3 separate regions of the Zea mays genome follow, and all the other regions are linked to region 1. A link is a contact called in public Hi-C data. All regions are on one chromosome and are shown on one strand. The core of a region is the stretch at or near the end of the contact, and the rest is flanking DNA. Distances in the headings are between cores, read along the strand shown.

Region 1 (4,046 bases), core at 1,063-3,562:
TTAAATTGATCAACATGGGCTACAGCTTCAAACTCTATACATGGTGTTACAAACCAATGCTGGCATTCCAGTTTACATATTCAGGTACCTGATTAACCTAGCAAGAGTTTGCTGTAAGGAGATAACCTGACACCTTAAGTACTATACATATTCAGATCACAAAATAGGCAATTATGTATGGTTATTTGACTTGGCCACTAACAAACATATTGTACTGTTCCACACACACCAGTACACCAGTATTCCTACTCCCATTGCAGCTATTCTCAATTTGTCATAAATGTTAACACCATAAACACCCTAATAGACCATGTCGGCACAAACTTTGTAAGCACAGTACAGTGGAGCTAATGTCAGTGGCAAAATATCCTACCTTGTCATAATACGAAACGATTAGATGAAATTTAATCACAAACATTGGAGTGTAAATATAACAAAACAGTTAGTAAATTATGCTATTGCAAGGCCAACACAGATATGAAAGAACGAGCTAACAGAAATGCATAAGAAAACCAGACTTATTACCAAGCAGCGTCATCAACCTACAAGGCAGGAAACAAATAAACATGATCACAGGCCACTGATGAATAGAAGGATAACATATAAGATACTGTGCAATATTAGCACCAGTTGACTTTTAAACATAATTCACAAAGGATAGAGGAAGGATCCATCCTTTTACTGTAGTTTCTAAGGCTATAGCCAGAAGATCGTGCATATGGCTGTGCAAAGCACTGTTTATAGAGTGGAGTTTAAAATAAGAGACGGGGATGAGTAAGCTGCTAGAGATAGCCTAATGACATAAAATTTCCATAACTGCACAAATAAACACAGCGCATGTTGGCACTCGAGGAGTACTGCATACACCAATTCACTACAGAAAACTTCCACTTCAGATTACAACATAAGACATCATGATACATGGTTCTTTAACAGTTTTACTTCATGGTTAATAAGCATATTATAGCACATTCAGCACTTCATCAGTGTTTGTGTTTCTACTTCTAGGACAGAAACTTCATAAGAGCGCTAGAGTCAGAGCTAGGATCTAAATGCTAGTTTGACAACCTCATTTTTCCAATGGATTTTCATTTTCCCAAGAGAAATTAGTTCGTTTTCATTTGGGAAAATGGTAATCCCTTGAGAAAATGTTGTTGCCAAACTAGCCAAAACTGGGGAATCTTCTGCAAAAATGCGGAGTCAGTTAAGCAATCCTATGCGACTCAATACAATTCCATTAGAATAGAACAAGTCAAACACAACAAAAGGCGAGAGGAATGGGATACTGAATGATTAAAATCTCTTACAATTTCTGAAATTGGGGCCAAAACTTCAAAACTGTTAAAAAAAATAAAAACTAGCCAGACTTCAACCACCTTGTAAATTAGGGTATACCAAGATCAAATCGTAGTATAGTATATACATATAAAACAAACTATAAACGAAAGCACAGCTTATTAACTCGCTTATTACCATACCAGACCATGTCGTTGATAGTTAATATACTGCTACATAATCAAGAGTGAGGAACGTCGGCACAAGGCCACAATCACATGGAATTGGAAATACATATGCTACAAGTCAGATCCATATCGAGAGAGTTCACAGGAATCACCACGCCATTAAGCTGCTGGTGCACTCTCTTCGCTGGTCATAAGCTGCGGCGGGGGCTGGGGGCGGCTGTCGTAGTCAACGACCTCTGCGTCGGTGACGGAGCGGGAGTGCTGGACGATGGAGCGACCGATGGAGTTAATCCACTCCTCCTTGTCCTTCTCGGAGTCCGCAATGAAATACATGGTCTCGGCAGGCGTGGAGAGCTCGAAGGCGAACTGGCGGTTGAGCACGTCCTCGGCGCCCTTGACTGTGAGGCAGGTGGCGACGGGGATGACGCCGCGGGGCACCGAGGCCCGTGTCACCGCAGGGTCCTTGAACCAGAAAAGCCTCCCCTGCTTCAGCACGAACCACCGCCGCCTCCACGTCTTGATGTACTCGCCCTGCTTATTTAGCCACCCAGCGCGCTCTGCGCCGTGCCAGAACTCGACGCCGCTACCTGGGGCCGCGTCCAGCGCCGAGGGGGAGGAGCCGCTGACGCTATCCATCACGGCGCGCCACAGGCTGGCCATCACCGCCGGAGAATTTGGGGATCGGGTGGGAGTTGCGACGGCGGCGAGTCTAGGGTGGGTGGGGAACAATTTCTTCCGTGATGGATTCGCTGGAAGGTAGTGCGCGATGTGATAGGATCGGAGAAGCAGGAATCATCCGACCTGACGGCCACAAATACAATCGAAAGTTTTCCTTCGCTTTCCAAAAATCGGGAGGAATCGGAAAATAATCTATATTAATCGGCATCTATCTGATATTAATATATATTTTATATTTCTTTAATTGTACTCTTTTTTTATTGGTCTCAATTTAGTTAAAAATAAACGATACAACGATAAATATTCGACAACGAAGATATTACTTATTACGATAGGTAAATAGATAATATATTTATTTTTTATAGGATAAATTGTAGGTAAATATAAGAATCTATGTAATTATTTGTATCTTATTGTTCTAAAATTCTAAAAACAAAAATATTATGCAATTAAGATTTACATACCTTTATACGGTTAAAATTTATTAAAAAATCTTAGAAAACTGTAAATATATTTTATTATTTAGTACATAAATATATCAAATTTTAAGTTTTAAATCACCATATATTAAGATATGTAAAAAAGTTCTATTGATAAAATTATCTCCATTTTATCTTTAACATAAGTGAATTAGAATTTAAAATTTTATATATTGATACAATAAATAATGAAGTACATCGATTTTTATGTTTTTAGTAGTTCGATTGCACAACGATTATAGAAAAATCTTGATTACACAACAGTTGTTGTCAAATTTAAGATAGATTAATATTTATATTTGATTTTTGAAAAATCGTAAGATGCAATTTTTTAAACAAAATAGCAGAATCTATAAAATAGATTTTAATTTCTTTAAAACAAAAGGATCTAAAGAGGCCCAGGAAAAAATGTACAACAATTTTCTAGTTGATCTCACATACATAGTATGCAAAAAAATTCTCGTTGGTTTCACATACATAATATGCAAAAATTTGTGTGCAGTACAATCAAACTAACAAGACTTATTAAAAAAATCTAAAAATGTATAGATATATTTTATTATTCACTCTATTAATATATCAAATTTTAAATTCTAATTCATCTCATGTTAATATAAAAATAGAAAATTCTCTCCAACCTGGAGGATTAAAAATAGTAAAAAAATTATATTAAGATTTTATGACTTTGAGTAGTTTATTTGTACGATAATTTTACAACAAGATTGATTACACAATAGTTTTTGTCTAGAAAATAGTTGGCAATAAGTTTTAATCCACTGTAAGATCGAGTAAAATATTGAGCTATTGCAAGGGTATCATAAATTTAGCTTAAGTCTGACAGATATCGTGTGGCAAAAGAATAAGACACGTGTATATCAAGGTCTAGCTGATGCATCTTTGTGCTTGAGGTCTTGAAATTTTATCTTTTCATTATTCATACAAAGTAGTGAATTGCCTAGAGACCAAAATTTCGAGTTCTGCTCCTCGTTCATGTGATGGTAATAGTTTGCACATACTCCCATTTCATGCTTTTTAGGCAGTGGCTTGCTAGGACAAATGAATCGATAGAAGTGTCTTTTGCTACCACCACCGCTACCCTCGCCCCGACGTTGGAGCCGCATCGGCCATGTTTATTTCAACTTTTTTCAGTCAGGGGCTGGTTCAATATAATGACAAGGGTATTCAAATGAATACCAAGATTTCAATAAAAAATTAATATAAAAGATAACTCTAGTTTATCAATCTTATGCTCATCTAATACTCCATTTCAATGCGTATGCTATAAAATTATTAATATATAAATATGTAATATGTTGTGGTATTATAAGTATCAAATTGTAAGACTTTATATGGTATTATACATACCAAATTTTTCCCTTAATAATTTTGAATACTCATGTTTCAAATCCTGGACCCACCATTGTTT
Region 2 (4,046 bases), core at 587-3,086, 490 kb after region 1:
AGAACAGCCTCTCTACATCTACATGGTCACTCAAACTCATTAAAGTTGGCAAGCACTTGATATCTGCTGAAAGGGTACAAATCCAGTTACTATATGTAGCTGCGCAGCAACAAGCCACACATTCACTCTGTCACCGCCTCACGGTGCAGGGGAGGACACGTACTGCAAGAACTCCTTGTCGAGGAGGAGATGCGCCATGGTGTCTGGCGCGAGGCACACCTCCACGTCGATGCTACCGTCCCCAGCCTGTCCGGGGAACGAAGACATCTTGCCGTCGAATTTGTTCGCGCGGCCGCTCCGCACGGCGAGCGCGCGGCCCCACCCGAAGTCGTTCCCGTCGTACATCGGGAACCGAGGCGAGCTCCCCATCGTGAGGGCCGCCCCGTCGGGGTTGCCTAGCGGGAAGCAACGGGGCGCGGCCTCCCACTCCGCCGCGGCGCGCCGGATCGCGCCGTCCTTGTGCGACGCCACGGTGGCGTTCAGCCGGGCGGCCGCCCAGCCCAGGTCGTTGGACGCCAGCTCGGCTACGGTGGCCGTCGTCGCCACGCTCTGGATCGCGTTGCCGAAGTAGAGCGGGGAGATCGCCGGGCGCAGACGGTGCCGGCAGTTCACGGCCATGCGGAACGTCGTCGTCTTGTCGGCAGCCAGCAGCCGGCGCGCGCGCGTCACCGCCCTCCAGATGTGCGCGCACAGCGACTGAAACGACGAGATTTCACCGGAACGCCCTTCAAGTCTGGAGTCGTCGTGCGCGAGCTTGCCGTTAGCCTCGGCTTCCTGACCTGCTCTTTTCGAGCGGTTGGCCGTCGCCTTCAGCTCGCTGATTGCGGCAGCACTGAAGTGGAGGATCCGCTCGCGGAGCGGCGCGTCGGCGTCGAACGTCACGGCGGGGCTCGCGCCTCCGGGGAAGCGTAGGACGGCGGTGGAGTCGCCGAAGAAGTTGCGGCGGAAGTCGGGCTCCCGGACCGGCGCGCCGCGGCACAGCCCCGCCCACGTGTTGAAGAAGTGCCAGAAGGAGGTGCCGTCCACGACGGCGTGGTTGGCGACGAAGCCGACGAACACGGCGCCGTCGCCGAGCACGGTGAGCTGGAACGCCGTGAGCGGGCGGCCGTGGCCGCCGTAGCTCACCGTCCGGTCCATGGGGAACAGGCCGTTCGTCAAACGGGTCGGCACGTCGGCGCCGGGCACCAGGAAGTCGCCGAGCGACAGAGACGGCGCCACCGCGTGGTAGAACTCGACGGCGGCGTCGTCGCCGCCGCACCGTATCACGATGCTGTCGTCGTGGAGCGTGACGAGGCGGCCGGCGAGCGCGGGGAAGACGCCGAGCGCGCGGGAGAGCGCCGCCACGAGCGACGACACCAGCGAGGCCGCCAGCACGCCGGGAGGAGGCGGCGGGAAGAACAGCCCCTTCTGGATGTAGTGGCACGATAGCATCGGCATGTCCGACACCGAGAGCCTGAGGTCTCCACTGCCGACCGCCGCCGACGCGCCGGCGGGCCGGACCGTCTGCTTCGAGACGACAGAGATGGCCGGCGCCGGCGCGTCCTTGCAAAGCATTCTGTTCGGCGCGATGGCTGGGTACGCGGCGACGGCCGAGGCAGCCTCCACCAAGGCATCGGCGGATATCGGTGGGGCCATCATCGGATCGTGCTTATCTGGAATAATCGTAATTGAAGTGTGTGGTGATGTGTGGTGCTGCGGACCTTTATATAGGCAAGGCAAGGCATCCAGAGAGCTTGGATCCGTGCACATGCACTTGTTCATCTGCATCTCGCCTGTTCGCGTCGTATTCTTGGGCCCATTTGCATGGAGCTTCAGCTTGAGGCTACCGATGATGGAGTTGAAGCTCACTGCTCACCGGAGACCGAACCAAACACAAGTAGTGTCGAGGATCTGCACCTAGCCGAACCGGGTGTGGAACGGCTGTTGCACGCACGTGCTACACGACCGCCCCTCGTGCGGGCTGTCGCGTGGTCCACCGCGCCGCCACAAGGCGCCAGGGCTCGGGAAATATTAGTATCCCCGCGACGGTGCGGCGTTGCTGTCATGCTGTCACGGGGCTGGCCGTGGCCGTGGCCGTGCGGGACACGGGGAGAGCAAGCACGGAGCAGAAGCAGAGCACCGGACAGCCATCAGACAGCGCCACCCGCGGGGGCCAGCGCCCACGCGCGGCCGAGGTTCGCGGCAGCCGCGGCGGGTGGCAGCGCACATGGCACACGGCCCCGAGGCCCCAGGCTCCACCCGCGCGCGCGGCGTGGAAGCGGCGGAGCCACAGCTTTGCGTCGGAGACGGAGGGAGCTCGACGTCGGGTTTGGTGGCTCGTCCGCTCGTGGATGGTACGCTGTACAAGGCCACTAGGGTGCCGCACGCTGCTTGTAGTGACAGGGTGTCGGCCGGGCGCAAGTGAACGACGACGACGCACCCGCGAGGAAGCACCGTGTTTATGGGCTTACCGATCTGACACCTGCGCGCGTTGCTGTCCCATCGGGCCGTCCCTGGCTAACCTGGGCAAGTTGTAACCCAATTGTGATGAGCCCATAAACCAGGCCACAATTTTGAGGTATCCTGCGCCATGTTTTCTGGGGAAACTAGGCCTTGAGTGCCAGTGCCACCCACGGAACAAACTGTCCGAATATGAGGCCTGCTGTCATGAAGCCTAGGAAGTCAGTGTCACTACGCTTCTACGTAGCACAGCCATTGATGTTTTGCACCTCTGATGGCAATGGACCTGATTCCTGATTCTCCACAAGGAATTTATCTAGTAGGGAATAAGAATAGAAAAGTTTCTTACCTCCTGGCGAGGGTATAAACGGGAAAAAACTGTTCTCCGTAAACAGAGATGGGACGGGAAAAATTCTTCATCCTCGTTCTTCGCGTGATATATTAAATTTGTATGTGACCATGTTTTTATGTAATAGTTATTAATAAAATTAAATAATTATCTTATCAGAAGATTACTTATTGTACAGATGTGTTTATTTTAATGTACATATAATGATTTTTTATATTAAGTGATAATATTTTATATTAATAATAAATAATGTATATCATAATTATAATTTAAGAGAACAGAGATGGGAAAGAAACCTTCCCTGTAAGTGTTTGTGGGACCCCTGTGGGGAATTTTTTTTAGTCACATGGACAGAGATGGGTGGTATTCTCCGACGGGGAATTCTCTATTGCTATCTCTACTCTGTGGCCTGTCAGCCTCTCCCAAACATGGTAAATACTAGCATATAGCATGTGCTAACGCCGGAGATCTAAATAATATTGTTCACTGGATTTTAGTGAGAAAGGAAATGAGAAATATCCAACGATCTGAATCATTAGTTTTGATATTATGTTAAATCTAGATGCAATTTATTTGGTGGAATTTGTAGAGACAATGGATATGACGATGACTTTTGCAAAGTTTAAAATTAGTGAATTATAGGTGCGACAACGGCCAACAGGCCAGCCATGGCGCAGAGGCTGCCCTACCATGTTTACTGTACGTCTGTACCCCCGGCAACAAAGCTGCGAGACAGCCAACAGCACGCAGGTGGCCGGTGGCCCGATCCCTCACCTCCGTCGGTCCCCGGCACTGTCACGAGCCCCGCCGGGGGAGACACATTACATTGGCCGGCCTAGGACAGCAACAGCCGGCGAGAAGATACTGCGAACCTGGAAACCAATCGATTTGGTGGCAGGCTGCAGCGAACTTGGCCTTAGAACCGCGCGCTTGGATGCGAAGGTGAAGAAATATCTTGTATGCAACTGGCAGAAGACAAGTCCACATTATTAGTACTTCGTACTACTTGCTCGTTGCTGCAATGGTTGGCGTGTCATCTTACTACCGGAAACAGCTTCTGCCGAGTGTCTAAATCACTATTTAAATCATCCGACAAAGTCTGATAAACACTTGGCAAAAACTTTATCGAGTATGATAATTGACAAAGAAAGTTCGACGAACTGTACATTGACAACGGCTTTTATGCGAGTATTTTTTTCGGGTCTCGACAATTATAAAAGTGTTTGCATCGACAACGGCTTTAACGTAGACCGGCTAG
Region 3 (4,046 bases), core at 1,144-3,643, 340 kb before region 1:
ATTTCCAAGAGCTCAAACACCCAAGTGCTTAATAGAATCACTCGGTGATTAGCGTAGGTGCTTTGCGAAGTGCTTAAGTTAGTTAGACCGCTCTAGCGCTTGCTCTAGGTGAACCCTAGTTAGTTGAGTGAGTTTAGACAAACCACACAACCCCTCGGCTCTTGCGTGAGTCGTTGTAATTGTACCGAGTGGGGCGAGAGTCTTGCGAGACCGTGACAACCGTGTTTGTGTCACGGCCGCCACCGTGTACCGGAGGGAACGAGGCCCGCGGCGTTTCGGCCGGAAGCTCGATAGTGGAGACGGCGGGGAGCGTCTGAGAGGAGCCGGAAGCGGAGCACCACTTGCGTGTGGAGAAGGCCCGCGGCTCTCTACGGAGTTACTCGACCGAAGGTGCTTGGCCCTCGCGTGGGCTTCCCTTTGCGTAGGGGCACCAACGAGGATTAGTCGGGACCTTGCGTGGTTCCGGATACCTCGGTAAAAATACCGGCGTCATCCACGAGAGTTTGCTTCTCTACTTTGCTCTTTAAGTTTCCGCATTTACATTAAGCATTTAAGTTTCAATCGTGTATTCATACTTATCTAGTGTAGATTGAAACTTAGCCTTTGCGGTAGAGATAGCAACACTTAGACAAAACCTAGTTGCTCATTCTAGTTTGTCTATTTGCATAGGTTTTGCTCTAGGGATTTAATTGTGGCCTAGTTTAGAGAAAGTTTTAGAAGTCCTAATTCACCCCCCCCTCTTAGGTGTCACCCGTTTCCTACAGATCTATATCAAATGTTTGAACAAAATCTATATCCACGATAAAGTTGATTCGTGGTACATCTAGGTGGATTTAATTGGATTTGGAGCTGATGGATCTCTATTAAGGTAGTGTTTGGGAATGCTCCACTCCAAAAAATCTAGCTTCAATATAACTCCTTCCAACCAAACACCTCCTGTTCAATCAACTCCGGCTCCATAAAAAATTCGGATCTAGGCCCCCAACTCCAAGTTTTTTGTGAAGCTTCAAATAGGTGCTTCGGAAATCATTGTTTTGTACCTCCTCATAGAATTGTGGGGGTAATTACTCGTATTGCCACCCAAGACCTCGTGGATAGTCGGGTGGTTCTCCTCGTCGTGCCTCCTCTTCCGCGCCGATGAGCGACTCCCCCGGCATGCCTCCTCCACATCGGCAGGTGGCTTGCCAACATCGCTCCTCCTCAACGTCGGCCGATGGGCTCACCGCAACTGCACATCGGTTTGCGTCAACGTTTGGGGTTGCACCAGCGAGGATGGAGACAGTCGCCTCATGCCTCACATCATTCCATCAAGAGAGGTGACCGAGTTAGTGGGGATGGGAGCGAGAAACAGTGGAGTTGGATCACCTACATGTGGATCGTTTAAAACAAGGATATAATAGACATTTACCCTAAAATCTATCATTCACTGAACTAGAATAAGATGTTAAGCCAAACATTTTTTCTATTCCAACTCCATGGTGGAGCTGCTAAAAGATAGAGTTCGTAGAGTAGAGTGGAGCTGAATTTCTTGGAGTTGAGTAGTCCAAAACGCCTTTTACATAGATCCTTAGAAAAATTTAGCTCACTACGAAATCAAACTAAACAATAGTTTGGAAGAAATGTTGTAGTGGTTTTCTTATAAATAATTTCTCTTTATGTATTTATATTTTATCGATGATTAAGGGTCTCTTTGGAACCACCACAATTTCTAAGAAACTGGTTTCCGTCATCAGTTGCTAGAAACTGGTTTATAAAAAAAATAGGTGTGCGTGTTTAGAGGCTAGTTTCTTGGAAACCAACTTCTAGCTTTGTTATACACAAAGACAATTCAATCCTTACTCTATTTCAAAAGTAATTGATTCTATTATTCTCTTTGTTTTTCTTTGTTGCCAATTTTAAATATAGATTGAATTAATATTTTTAATCTAAAATTTTTAAATAATAATTAAATATTCAAATGGGATAAAGACATCGAGGGAATCACATGCATAGACCTAAGAGCGGTTACAATCACTAATTTCTACCAAGTTAAAAACTAATTTTAGTTATGGAAGAGGCAGTCCGATTTTTAAGAACCGAAGCATAATCTGATATGTTTGGAAGCACTTGACTTTTTATAAATCAGATTGCTAAAAAACTGGATGATTCCAAACGTGTCTAAATAATTCGTATACTAACATCGTTGAATCTCTGAAATAAAACTACTAACTTATTCAGGACCGTCCCTGTAATACGGGAGTCTGCACTCTGCAAGTCTCACTGCAGGTTGGATGGATGTGGATGAAAGCTAAACACAATTTTCTCCATTCAGCCCCTTAAGATCTCCGAAATAGCGAAACCGAGTCGCTCCGTCGAGGCCTTTAAATGCCGGCACAGATGTTGGCCGAAGCAGGACGCCACGAGGCGAACAACCAACTGCTTCCTTCCCCGCCGGCCGCCGCCGCCTACAACTAACACTTCACGTGCCCCCATCCTTTTCCGCCTCAAGTCAAGTGTTCACGGTCCATCCTCTCGAGAGTCTAGGCCCTTCTCCCGAAGCCGCAGACGCAGAAAACGGCTCTGCATATGGAGGCGAAGAAGAAGCCGTCGGCCCCCGCCGCCGTCGGAGCCGCGCCGCCGCCGCCGGGTAACGGGTACTTCAGCACCGTCTTCTCCGCGCCGACTGCGGTACGGGCCGTCTCTTCACGCCATCGTTCTGATATTTTGCTCTCAGATTCCTGGGGTCTTAGTAATTTTTTTGCATGATTAGTGAGCTGGTGCGATTTGATGAAAGAGTCCGTTACTATGTTGCGATTTGTGGAGGGACTTCAACGGTTTCCCAATTTAATTCTGATGAGGGGTGATTTTGATAATAGAGGACCTATAGGATTATGCAAAATCTATTTGGATATGACGTTGACATTTTGACTTTGTTTTGCATTCAAGGGAAGCGCAAGTGACGCAAAGCATGCGGACTTGTACACGATGCTGAACAAGCAGAGCTCCAGAGGGCAGAATGGCAGAGGTAGTTCTGGGTACTCTTGTCAATTTGACGTTTCTCTTCGATTTAGGTCGCGTTCATAAGCACAACGATACTTAAAACCTTTTCTCACCATCTTAGCTTAGAATTAATCTGGAGCACTGATTTTAACTATGGAAGTTTAAATTCGTGCTCAGATGGCAAATCCCACAGCCGCCCTACTTACAAGGATGGCAAACATGCTCATCCAAATGAGCCATCAGAATCTCCTTACTTTGGCTCATCCGTGCATTACGGTGGTCGGGAGTTCTACAGCAGCGTTTTACGGAAGCAACCAGCCAATGAACCCCATACGGATGTACGTAGAACCTTTTTATATATACGTAGTACAGATCATTTGGAGCGCTTAAGTCTAATGTTTATTTTGAATTTTAAATCCAGTACAAGGGGGACAACCCGGATGGCTCTGCTACCAGAGGTGATTGGTGGCAAGGTATCATTGCATCAATTTGTGTATTATCTTCAGTATATACATGGACGCTCATACACTGACTTGCTAGACTTCACTTTCAGGTTCACTTTATTACTGAATAATCTGCTGGGACCTCTCCCTTTTGTGAACAAGGTATACCATATATGGGACACTTTCATAGTTTCCAATTCGCGTTTTCCATTAGTTGTGTTTAGGTTATGCTTGCATCACCGGTGCCAGTCACTTTGTTGGTGCTCCCATTTTGAGTTATGTCTTGTTGTCAACAACATCATACAGTTGTATTTAGTTTGTTACCAGCAGCACTTTAACCCATACTTACATTTTAATCAGCCTAGACTATATACTTCGAGACTTCAGCAGTCGTTCGAATTTTGTATAACAAATGATAGGTTGGTCGTCTTAATACAAGGAACCTAATTATGAGACATACAAAACAGGATATGATGTAGAAAGCTAAGTCTTATAAGTTTTTCTGTCTCCAGGGGTAAAACTGTCCTTGATCATCTGTCCAGCTTAGGTATCATGTTCCAGTCTTAGGAAGTTCAAAATATATATTTAATTTTTTTTATTCCAGAAAACATACCTTTCTTTTGT

What was found. Hi-C and Micro-C count contacts between places; a contact is called where the count stands out from the background.
Region 2: a Hi-C map of tassel shows a contact between it and region 1, with 3 times the contacts expected there. The contact joins the promoter of LOC100501498 here to the promoter of LOC100282245 in region 1. A contact is called at or near these places in 4 of 25 Hi-C or Micro-C datasets (ear, leaf and tassel).
Region 3: a contact with region 1 is called in a Hi-C map of bundle sheath, with 3 times the contacts expected there. The contact joins the promoter of LOC100192973 here to the promoter of LOC100282245 in region 1. A contact is called at or near these places in 4 of 25 Hi-C or Micro-C datasets (bundle sheath, ear, leaf and 1 more).

The regions. Positions count from the first base shown.
Region 1 is chr8:98,067,345-98,071,390 of Zm-B73-REFERENCE-NAM-5.0, forward strand. It overlaps LOC100282245 (pleckstrin homology domain-containing protein 1), which reads right to left and starts at 2,313. Exons shown (of 1, transcript NM_001155157.2): 1 at 1,409-2,313. The coding sequence starts at 2,123. The coding sequence ends at 1,623.
Region 2 is chr8:98,553,505-98,557,550 of Zm-B73-REFERENCE-NAM-5.0, forward strand. It overlaps LOC100501498, which reads right to left and starts at 1,837. Exons shown (of 1, transcript NM_001322947.1): 1 at 40-1,837. The coding sequence starts at 1,767. The coding sequence ends at 139.
Region 3 is chr8:97,724,045-97,728,090 of Zm-B73-REFERENCE-NAM-5.0, forward strand. LOC100192973 reads left to right here and starts at 2,394. Exons shown (of 6, transcript NM_001138147.1): 1 at 2,394-2,667; 2 at 2,926-3,004; 3 at 3,157-3,317; 4 at 3,401-3,452; 5 at 3,533-3,584. The coding sequence starts at 2,566. The coding sequence ends at 3,549.